Linked DNA regions of Danio rerio: regions 1, 2 and 4 are each linked to region 3. Evidence: chromatin contacts called from public HiCAR-type and HiChIP or PLAC-seq data. All regions are on one chromosome and are shown on one strand. The core of a region is the stretch at or near the end of the contact, and the rest is flanking DNA. Distances in the headings are between cores, read along the strand shown.

Region 1 (2,772 bases), core at 115-2,614, 180 kb after region 3:
TCGCGGTCCGTCCATATCCGGTGCTGTCTGCGCTGCTGTACCTTCTGAACTCAGGTTGGCAATGTCCCCGGACAGGCTGCCGAACTCATGCACATCCGCGGTCAAGTTCGCTCGAGAAGCGTTGCTGCACTGCAAGGTCGTCACCTCACCAGCTAGCTGTTCCAGGTCGCCACTTTTAAGCATCCCGAGCACTTTGTCCCTGCCTCGGAGCTCTTCGCCTCTGTCTCGTCCCGCCGCGAGAGCGTACTCTCGGTCTTTCCTTCCTGCCTCTCGTTCGCTCACTGAGCAGTCGAGCAAAGGCATTCCGTACAAATAGATCTCCTCACTACTTTCAGTGGTCAGGGGCGGTGGCGGCGGTGCATGGTGCTGTCCCACCTCGCCCAGTTCGCTGGACTCCATAGCTAAGCCCAAAGATACGGACACGGCTTTGCACAACTCTCGCGCTGTCTCTGATATGGTGCAGCTGGTAGTGGTGCTGCTGCTGCTGCTGCTGGAGGTGATGGTGGCGGTGGTGCACGCACGACTACTACTCGCCACACTTGCGTCACGGCCCGAGCCCAACTCTCGTGTGTGAACTTCAACAGCACCGCAGCCCTTCTGTCCACTCTCGACGACCCGAAGGAAGCCTGCGCGACTACCGCTGCTTTCGGTGGCGTCTGTGCGGCCCGAGCCGCTAGATGACAGAGACGAGTCGCTTTTGCTTCCTGATGAACTCTTGAGAAAATGAATTCGGCTCGCCGCCGCCTGTATCACCGAACTCGCACTCTCGTACTCTTTTTCGGGGCAGCATATTATTCTTCTGAATGAGGACAGCTCACTTAAGCGCATTTCCCTCGACGAGCCCTCCTGTAGGCAGCCGCACTTCTTGGAGCTAGAAATATCCAAACTCTCGGGGTTGCTCGCTCTCGCGACGCGCACGTTTTGAAAAACGCTTTGGTAAGGTCCGTGAAAAACTGCGTCTGGGGACTCGCAGGCTTCCACCAGCCCGACCGGAACCTCCATAGTCTAAAAGCAGAGTACAACACAGGCCGTGAGGGTTTAAAGGGGACTCACCGCAACAAGTTCATCGACGAAATCCTTGAAAAAGTTCCAGTCAGACAGACACGAGTGAGCTGCGCAGCGCGACACTGTGTAAGCAAAAATAATCAAACGGACGCGCATGTAATCGCAGCCGGAGACGCATAGGCGGCTCTTAATAGACGTCAACGAGAAAAGTTTTCCGAAAATGCACGCGATTTGTTCTTCGGGGCTTTATTCAGTCCCAGTCATACTTGCACGCGTGTTATCCATAAATGAGCAGATGTAATGGCAATGGGAGGTGGGAATTTCTATCCGCCGCTCGAGTACTTTTCCGTCTACCTTGAGAACGCGCGATAAGATTTAGCGCCGTTTTGTTTGCAAAGGACAGTCCCAGAAGAGGCGGCGGTTGGTACAGTAGCACCCTGGGTGCACCATAACGACCAATCCTTTTATTTTAAAGTACAGTTACGGCCCTTTTCTCCCGTGTCAGGTACTCTCCTGAGCTCGGACGCAGGTAATGCGGGGAGAGCTTGCTGTGTCACGGTGTTTTGCCGGTGTAAGCAGTAATTTCACGGAGAGTTCGCTCGGGAAAGTCCTTGAGCGCTTTTACTGTCAGGACTAAATTATACAGGCACAGGAACGGCGCCAGGACGGGCGAATAGGACTAAGCGCACTACAAATACGAGCGGGGGATCACAACTCACTTTTACTTAGTATTAAAATAAAACAGATGCCTATAAATATCATAGGTTTAAAGAAGGTGAAAAATACAATAAAATCAATGAGCCCCACTGCTCTACGAGAGAGTGCACAGTGCGCACTTTATGAGGGTCTGGGCCTTTGTTCTGTGGAAATGTTTCTCGTGACATTTATTACTGAGCGCACACTAAATGCACACTAGGACTGTTAAACCTGTCTGAGGAGCAAAACAGGTTAATGACTATTATTATATTTTTTATTTCTTTTTTTTTTTCAAAGAAGATGCTCAGATTTAACCTTACTGGAGCAAATGGCACTGCCTGGACATTTAAATTAAATATGAAAAAACATTAAATGCTTTTGTGTGTGTGAAATTTAATAGACCATTTAATTACACTGCAGAATTTAAGATCAACTTAACACATGAGATCAATTAAAAAAAAATTAAATAAAAAATGCCAAATGCCCTTTTTAGACAGAATGTGAATTTCTGGATTGAGATGGGAATGTGAAATATGGGAAATATGACTGACTGGGCAATAAAAGGAAATGAGAAAAAGTCTGAATCTGATAGACAAACAAACTCTACTTAATGAAATCACCTTATTTATATTTGATCTCTCTTGGCTTTGCTAAAAAGACTACTCTAACTTTTTCATCAAAGCTCCAGAAAGTGAGAAAACACCCAGACAAAAATGACATTATACTGAACAGTATAGTGCAAAAGTCAGTTCCTGAGGTGCTTTTTCATTCACGTCCAGACATGAGGCCATTATTAGCTCTACTGAAAGCAATATTATTATACTAGAACTTATATTACTGCAAAGGCAAGGACATCTCTTCATATCCATTTTATTCACTGCAACTTACTGTGACCTTTATTACTTTTTTCGCCAGAAGGGGATGTCAATGGTCCTCAGTCAGAGGCTATTCATTATTAATCCCAGTTATCAGTTTTCTCCAGATTACTCACTCTTTAACATAAGGCGTAATTCATGTCAAACACTACATGCAGAGAATGATTTCTCAGCAGAAACTTTGCCCTGTTAAGAA
Region 2 (2,700 bases), core at 67-2,566, 200 kb after region 3:
TTATTTATAAAGGCAACATAGGCAATATATCACTTCAAACTAGTAAATTGTCCAAAAAAACTCACTTTTTCCAACGTTTTACAAAAAGTTGTTGGAAAAAAGATTAATGTACAATACAATGTATAATTCAATTCAAAATCATGAATATATAAAATGTTCACAAAATATGAAAAACTTTATTTATATATTTTTACAATGCACAACAACAATGACTAAACTATCAGTTTGACTGGTAAAACCTTTCTGTTAATATAAAATCCTGGTGTTCTGTAAATTAAGTTGCTTAAGACTGGTTAAGGGACAAAACAACCTGTCCAAAACACTGTCTCTGACCTGGTCTAAGTTCAGACACAACAACCCTGACAAAATATAAAACTACTCTGTCATGCACTCTCTCCCACTTTCCCTATCTGTTATTTCTTCCTTTGCCAAATCCACTACGAAAGCTATGCAAGGCTACAGTGCCCTCCTACTCTCTCTCCCTCTCTCAGACACACATACATGTCTTTGCAGTTATCTTTTCATCAACACGTATACCACAATTGCTCGCACAAAACATTCTTCACTTAGCTCAACAATTTCAGAATAGTTTGTGTGCGATAATTGCAGAGAAAATTGATCAGAAGATGAAAGTAAACATGACTTGCTGTGCTACTGGCCAACTGATTACTGAGCTGCAGCGTTCAACTTAAGGTAATGCTCTCTAATAATGCAATGCAACACAATGCAGAGTACCATAATGATTGTTACACAATGAGATGAGCTGAAATGAATATGATGCATTGTCAGGTTGTAAACTAAAATGAATTGTTATGTAATTTAAATCTTTTTTTAGTTACGTAAGGTCATTCAAAGCCACTTCAAAGGTCAATGCGTTCATTATCGCCACCATGCGTTCATAAGATGTTACTGCGGTAAAAACAGTACATGTGAAAGTTCTAAACGTTTTCATTTGGAAAAAAATAATTAATCTTAATCAGTTCTAGATATTTTTTTTCGTTTTTTTTAAAGATGTACTTTACATTTATATACAGAATGTCTGTGGTTGAGTTGATGTGCCACAAGATATCAAACAGGTATCGTTCTGTTTTAGATTCAGATAACTGAAATGCCGTTATATAGCAATTTCCATTCAATCGCATTTCTCAATGAGATGACTTTGAGATGGTGTAGGCGCATCCTAATTCTCCTTAAACGGCAGCTTGTTTGAGAGTCACATTAGTGTGAACATGTCTTGACATGCCTCCTGTCTGTCCCCGAGCCGCAGCGCACGGTAGCTCACAGGGCAAATGTGCCAGTCAACAGCTTCAACCACAAGCTAAATTGGACCGAATTTACCCAAAGCCACAGGAGACGTTTACTTTAATGGGACAGAGAATTAAGTGACTGCCGAGAGTTGCCCCTGCTACAATGTAAGTGCGGATGAAAGTGTCCCTAATACGTGAGTTTACAGGAGATTGATGATTAGTAGCCGGTGCGCTGCTCTCTACTTCTGAATCGTAGCTGTGCGCCCTACTTAGTTCAGTTTGAGCACCTTTCTTCTGTTTTATGCCTCGGGAAGATTATTCCCAGCAGATCATTTAACGGAGGTATTTTTGTTTTAGATGGCACCTGAATGTGTGCTCTCTCTTGATCTGTTTCTCCGTGTTCTCAGATTGAGAATGAATGAACGCGAATGGACATTAATCTTTATTATCGAAACGAATGTAACTACACACTGAAGCTGACTATACTGTGTTGCCTATATTCCACGAAATAAGCAGGACTGCTTTCTTTTCTTTTATCTTTTATTTTCAGTTAATAACACAGCGATATCAAGCAGTTTATTTAATATGCATAAATCTGAGGATATGAAAAAGTTGCAAATATTTACTATTATTTAAAATCTATATAGTTTTAACTGAGTGATTTATAACTCGTCGTTAAAATCGTTTGTTCCACTAAATTGCCAAAAAACATTAAAAAAAGAATTGTTTTATTTGAATATATATTTTTAAACAGTATGATCTAAACCTCTGTTGGATTATTTTCAGAGTCCCACAAGGTAGCTGTGAAATACTTTTTAAGTTGATTAGTTATACATTTGTGCAGATTCTGTTTAAGCAATTGTGTAATATTTAACGTTTCCTAAAAATGAATGAATGAACCAAATCCCATTCTGTATTAAAACAATAACCTAGAACAAAATGTTCCTTGAATTTAAAAGGTATTATTACCATTAACTATAGTAGTTCAATATGTTTCAGTAATTATACAAATATAAATTATACAAAAATGTAAATGCTATGTAGGTTAAATTGGGGTTTGAATTCTTTTTTTATTTTCAAATTCAAAGACAAAAACTGAACTTCACTGTACAAAAATCTGATTTAAAAGTGGCAGCTGATGGTAAAGAAATTTACTGTATAACAAATATTGATAGTTATTCAGAACATACTGAATGGTATACTGTATTGCTGTCTGTATATTTTACAAATTATTACTGTATTTCATTAAGTGATTGTTAATATTCATTTGAACAATCAAATTGTGCAATTTGCCTCCAAATGTATATATAAATAATAAATAAAATATGTCAGTAAAATATGACTAATAGCATAGTATCACGTGAAAACCATATACCATCAGTGACTCACATGATGCTAAAGTAACATAATAAACATTTGCTAAATAACAGATAAAAATAAAGCTATTCAAATG
Region 3 (2,778 bases), core at 101-2,600:
ATTGAAACAGGCGCGCGTCATCAGCTTCAGACAGCAGACGCAGATGCTCCTATCACTGTTTACATAGTTTTGTAACGCAAAAGGATGAGACAAGAACTCCCGTTTTCCACAGAAAGCAGCAAATCTGTCAATACGTACATGTGCGTGATGTTCAAACAACTCGTTTAGGCTAGTCACTGTTCTGTTGAGATGAGAAACGACCATCTGCAGTTAGCCTAACATGAATTACCCCAGCAGAGCTTTATTGACAGATTTACACATTTCCAAGTTTCCATTTAAGGCCAGTATCCATACAGGCAACAATACAATATCGGTGGAAAAGCTGACACCGTGTTTTAAAAGTGTAAAGGTTGTTTAAAGCATGTTTTGTCTCTTACCAAAGGCTTGTTTGAGTCCTCCGCTTCCGCCATCTTTACACGGATACGGATACGTCATCAAACATGTGACGTCAAAAACGCCAACGAGCCACTTAACAGATAATAATAATAATAATAATAATAATAATAATAATAATAATAATAATCAATAAAATTAACGTTTAAAAGTCGAATTAAATTTTAAAAAGATTTGATAACTGATTAGTATGAAGTGTATTAAAGTCGGTTAGTTTATTATTATTATTATTATTGTTAAGTACAAATATTTTATCAGCACATAAACAGAATATACGCTATATCAGTGGTATTTTGCCCTTTTGTAAATGCATTTATATTGTGAATCATAACAGTGCCTGTCTCTTTAAGGGTTGGAGTCAGTGTGAATTTCGAAATAATCAGTTTGCAGGTAGCATGACATCTAGCACCATTTTGATGTGTAAAATAGGCGAGGCTTAGTGGCCCGGAAGCTGTCGTCAATTAAAAAACACGACAGATCTAAATAACACTTTTTATTTTATTTTAAATGTTCCCTGTATATTTAACTATTGCATTTAGTCAGTGCCAATTTTCCAGGTGTAATGCTGTAGTTTAACTAATGACTGATGTAGAACTTCAGTGGCATCTCACGTTGTATAGGTTACTTTCCTCAGCGCTGCTTACCATAAACCAATCATCGTCGCTCATGCGTGTCAGATCCTACGATTGTTAGTTATAAATCTATTACAAATGTCAGAGGTGCGTTTTCATTTCTTTTTATTTAATCATTAATTACAATTCATAGATTTGAATGATTATAATTTTCACTGCATAGATGTATGCACTCAAACAAAAGACATGTTTAGATTTGAACGCAGCTCAATGGAGAATTTCCGTTTGTGAGCCCCCGCGCGCCCCACACAGGAAGACTGCGGTTGTTTCACATACAGTTTTAGCGGCCAGTGACATTTACCGTCCAATGATGTGGGTGTACTCAGTATGTAGCCCTGCCCGCGTTCGTCAGTCCCTCCGCTCCCAAAACAAGGAAAAGTATAGAAACAAATAGTTTCTTTATCAGCGCTTTTAAGTTTTACTTTGCCACTCCATTTGCGCGACCGAATTAGTTTTAATAGGAAAAGCGCGCGCACCCGGACACCGTCACCACCGCAGCGCTGGATTATTGTTTTTTCCACAACTGCACATCACATAGTATGTCAAATATGGGGAACTTTATTGTAATCTGTTAACTGAAATTTTAATTAATACAGGCGAGCGATCATAGTGCAGGTGTGTCGTGGTTTTGTGTACTTTGCCGACAGCAGAAGAGTTATTCTTCACTGAGACTGAGAATGGTTCATCCTGCACTGGAGTTCAGCGACTGTTACTCCGACAGCCCCGATTTCAGAGAGAGATTGAAATGCTACGAAAACGAGCTGGAGAAAACCAACAAGTTCCTAAAGGATGTCATCAAGGACGGGAACAATGTGATCAACACGTTTAAAGGTAATCTCACAGCGACAATGATGATGAGGGTCTTCTTCGCAGGGGGAGGCGGATGGATGGATGGAGGTGTCCGCCTTTGCAAAAACCGATCAAATGACCGAATGAAAACGCAGGGACAGCCAATGCTTGTGTTTTGATCAAGTTTGTGTCTTTAGGCTTTCACTTGCAGGTCGCTGGTCGGTTTTAAGGGGGATTATGAATTGCGGAGGGGAGGGTGATCTGGCAGATGGTGCGCGGCTTTTGGAAGATCCCCCACTCGGGGCGGACTAGAGATGCTGGCAGGAGCTTTTAGGAGACGCTTGATTTATTTATAGCTGCCAGGCACCTTTATTTTTTCAGATTAGTAAACGGAATTGAACTGGAAAGTTTAGAGATGAGGTGTGAAAGTATCAACAAGATGATTGAGGGTTGAAGGAGAGCCCAGGAATCATGAAGCCGGATGCTATCACTATCAGCACTTAGCAGCACTATGCTGATCTCATACAAGACACTGTGCATCCTCGAGTTAAAGGAGAGTAAAAGAAAGAAAGAGAGCAAGAGAAAGAGATGGAGGTGGTAAACCAGCATTCAGAGAAGCAGACATTACACACACACACACACACACACACACACACACACACACACACACACACACACCAACCACAAAAGCTGTTATGTCTCTCTTCCTCTTTCCTCTTCTGTTGTTTGGCTTATCTTTAAAGTGTTTTGAAGCAACAAAACGCAATTGGTAGGTTTCCAAAATCCCAGACTTGATCAATCTCTTCTCAATAAAGCAGTTAAAGACACAGAAAGTGTCACTGCAGTGTAAACAGAATATTTTGACTTAAAACATTGTTATAAAACTGATTTAAAAAAAAGTAGATTATCCTTCTTTCAATAACATCCGAACCATAAATCCTGCATTGTACTCATTTGGGCTGCT
Region 4 (2,700 bases), core at 154-2,653, 210 kb before region 3:
TTGTGAAGTGATTGTGCTACCTACTGCACCATCGTGCTGCCCATTATTATCCTTATTATTAAGAGTTTTCCATAATCTAATGTCATAATATAGGCTAATACAGGCCCATAGGCAGCCTATTGGGGTGGTTCTTTTTTTTAAACAGATCTTTTTGTAGGTATTCACTTCATTTTATATTAAGTTATGTGGTTCAAATACTGTATTTTAGTGACATTTTAAGCAATAATATTTTCTAGACTAGCTTGTCATATGATGATCATCATAACCACACTTTTTGAAGCAACAAAAATATTTTTGTCAAAGTGCTTTACCACTAAGTGTTAATTTACAAATGTGCATTTAAAGTTATTACAGTTTTATTAATAATGTAATGAGATTACAATTTTGAATTAAACATTTTGAACAAAGAAATGTGAAAATATGCTTATTTTAAAAATGCTAATTAATTATCATTCATCATTAAAAAAAACAAAAAAAAAAAAACAATTAGGTATCTATTCAGACAGGTATGTTAAATAAAAAATAGCCTATAGACAAATAACAAACTATCAAGCTCATTTCTTCAGTCAGAAGTTGTCCATTTAAATAATTCAAAAGAAAAATTTAGAGCCATCTTCTATTGGATATTTTCCCAATTTATGATGTCATAATGGGAAAACTAAGCAGCCAAATTTTGGACTTGGGGCACCTTATACTGTAATATAAGGTCTAATTAGTACCCATAATAATAAGTTGTTTTTTATATATATTATTATAATTTTAAAACATATTTGATCTATTTTTTAGTAAATATATTTAGTATACTGACTTATAAGATTAAAAGTCTGACTTTGATCGAGAGAGAATCTCAGATGTTACCAGTAGTTGTATTGTTTAATTGTTTAAATTTGGCAAACAAAACAATTGGGTATGCACAAATTTCAGTATGCAACAAAAAACCCAACTATCTTTGGCAGTTTAATTATGTGTTGTTGTTGTTGTTTTTTGCCATGTAAAGCTGAAAGCTGAGAGAATAAGACAAAATTCCAGTCACTCCTGAAGCATCTTAAATGAGGTCCGCTCAGATTATCACCACATGGCACATATTTGACTTCAAACAATATGTGTGTTTTGTAATTGTTTTTAACTTTCACAGACACACATTTCTATAGCCAATATCAATCTCAATAAGCCTTCCTGTCTTACCACGTCTTCACAGGACAGTAGCAACAGGATCCCTTAAATAATAGACAGCTTGTGGTTTTATTTACGCAAGCACACACGTGTTAGTGTTGTCTTATCATGTTGCTGGTTTGCCAGTGAGTTGAGCCATGTCCAATCTGAGCGATGTAGATGTGACTCGCTCTCTCTCTTTCTCTGTGTTGCTCAGATGAGAAACTAGCAGCTTAGGAGAAGCACCCTCACTTGAGTCTCTCAGAGCATCACGCATCATGCTTCCTCCTCTCTTCCTCTCCTCTCTTTCCTTTTCCCTTGCTTTTCTCTCAGGTAAGACCCTCTTCTGCATTTTCTTACCTCATCTCTTCATCTGTAACTGCATGTCATTAAATACAGGTAAATGTACGGCAGTTGGTGGTCTCAGGAGATACTTTAAGCTCAATTTGCTACTTTTCCTCTCTTGCTGTCTTAGTGATGTTTGTGGTGGAAACATTGTAAAGCTGCTCAAAGAATGGATAAAATAATACATCTGCTGATGAATGAGAGAATGAATTGTTTACCTTTTAGTTAATGGATAGCACTTTTAAAAGAAGCTTTAACTGTATGAGTAGCCCATGCTTTAAATGGTTTCATAAATGTGACCGCATGAATTTAAATGTGATAATGAGCTTTTGCCTATGCAAATGTGTTTCAGGGAATTGGATGTGCCTGTCAGGATCAGACCTTTAAATTAATATAATTAAAGGGGTTATAATAATGCCTGTCAGTATTAGGCTGGTGTAACGCAGCTAAGATGATGTGAAATACTGGTTGTCTTCTTTGAGTGGGTAGTCAGCAGAAATTACTTTTAAGGTCATGCAGTTTAGCTAAATTTAGTTGTAGTTTTTGTTAAGGATTGTTTAATTGAATGATACAGTATTTGAATCTTGACGGTGTTTTTCAGATACCCTGCTTAAATATTCTATAATGTTTTTATATGTGTTACCTAGCCTGGATTAGATCATTTGGTGGAGTATATAAGCGTCTCCTAAGACATGCAAAATGTGTGTGTGTGTGTGTTTGTCAGAAAGAAAGAGACAGAGAGAGTATGGTTGTGGTAAATTATTGAGAAGTCTGAAGATTGATTAATGCAAGCTCACACACAGACACACACACACTCACACACACATGTACAAATGCAAGAACACCGACTCACACACTGAAAAATCCCCCAAGGCGTTGGAAAGCAAGGCTGTATTTATTCACCTGTCAAGAGATTCTCAGGTTTTTATGCTCTGAGAGATGACCTGTGGCATCTCTAGTGATTCATAATCTATTATGTTTTTGTTCACAGAGACACGCAAGTATGAATCAAAAGTTCACTCTTCCCTGTGGGATTGGGGGATGCAAGCATCCTATTATGATACTCTCACCTCATGCAGATGAGATCCTTTTGCTGGCTTGCAGTGTTTGGTTCTTAATTAGTGAATTATTGTTTATTTTTCCCAGATAGCCGGTATGCATAAATACAGTAGCAGAGTCATCAAGTACACATATACATTTTAT

Evidence for each region. HiCAR-type assays count read pairs that join an accessible place to other places. HiChIP or PLAC-seq counts read pairs in DNA pulled down with a chosen protein or histone mark.
Region 1: a HiCAR-type map of caudal fin shows a contact between it and region 3, with 4 times the contacts expected there. The contact joins the promoter of ar here to the promoter of ophn1 in region 3. A contact is called at or near these places in 2 of 4 datasets of contacts at active chromatin or transcription factors (caudal fin and pancreas).
Region 2: an H3K4me3 HiChIP or PLAC-seq map of embryo shows a contact between it and region 3, with 3 times the contacts expected there. The contact joins the promoter of si:dkey-204l11.1 here to the promoter of ophn1 in region 3. A contact is called at or near these places in 1 of 18 Hi-C or Micro-C datasets (an unstated tissue) and 2 of 4 datasets of contacts at active chromatin or transcription factors (caudal fin and embryo).
Region 4: a contact with region 3 is called in an H3K4me3 HiChIP or PLAC-seq map of embryo, with 2.5 times the contacts expected there. The contact joins the promoter of rxfp2l here to the promoter of ophn1 in region 3. A contact is called at or near these places in 2 of 18 Hi-C or Micro-C datasets (caudal fin and hematopoietic stem cells) and 2 of 4 datasets of contacts at active chromatin or transcription factors (caudal fin and embryo).

Annotation. Positions count from the first base shown.
Region 1 is chr5:36,185,187-36,187,958 of GRCz12tu, reverse strand. ar (androgen receptor) reads right to left here and starts at 1,364. Exons shown (of 8, transcript NM_001083123.1): 1 at 1-1,364. The coding sequence starts at 1,002.
Region 2 is chr5:36,164,766-36,167,465 of GRCz12tu, reverse strand. si:dkey-204l11.1 reads left to right here and starts at 1,316. Exons shown (of 7, transcript NM_001109739.1): 1 at 1,316-1,412. It also overlaps a transcript of ar not described here.
Region 3 is chr5:36,367,638-36,370,415 of GRCz12tu, reverse strand. ophn1 (oligophrenin 1) reads left to right here and starts at 1,350. Exons shown (of 25, transcript XM_073952371.1): 1 at 1,350-1,562; 2 at 1,673-1,856. The coding sequence starts at 1,703. yipf6 (Yip1 domain family, member 6) reads right to left here and starts at 386. Exons shown (of 7, transcript NM_001002096.1): 1 at 139-386. The coding sequence starts at 204.
Region 4 is chr5:36,577,669-36,580,368 of GRCz12tu, reverse strand. It overlaps rxfp2l (relaxin family peptide receptor 2, like), which reads left to right and starts at 1,403. Exons shown (of 16, transcript XM_068221461.1): 1 at 1,403-1,485. The coding sequence starts at 1,431.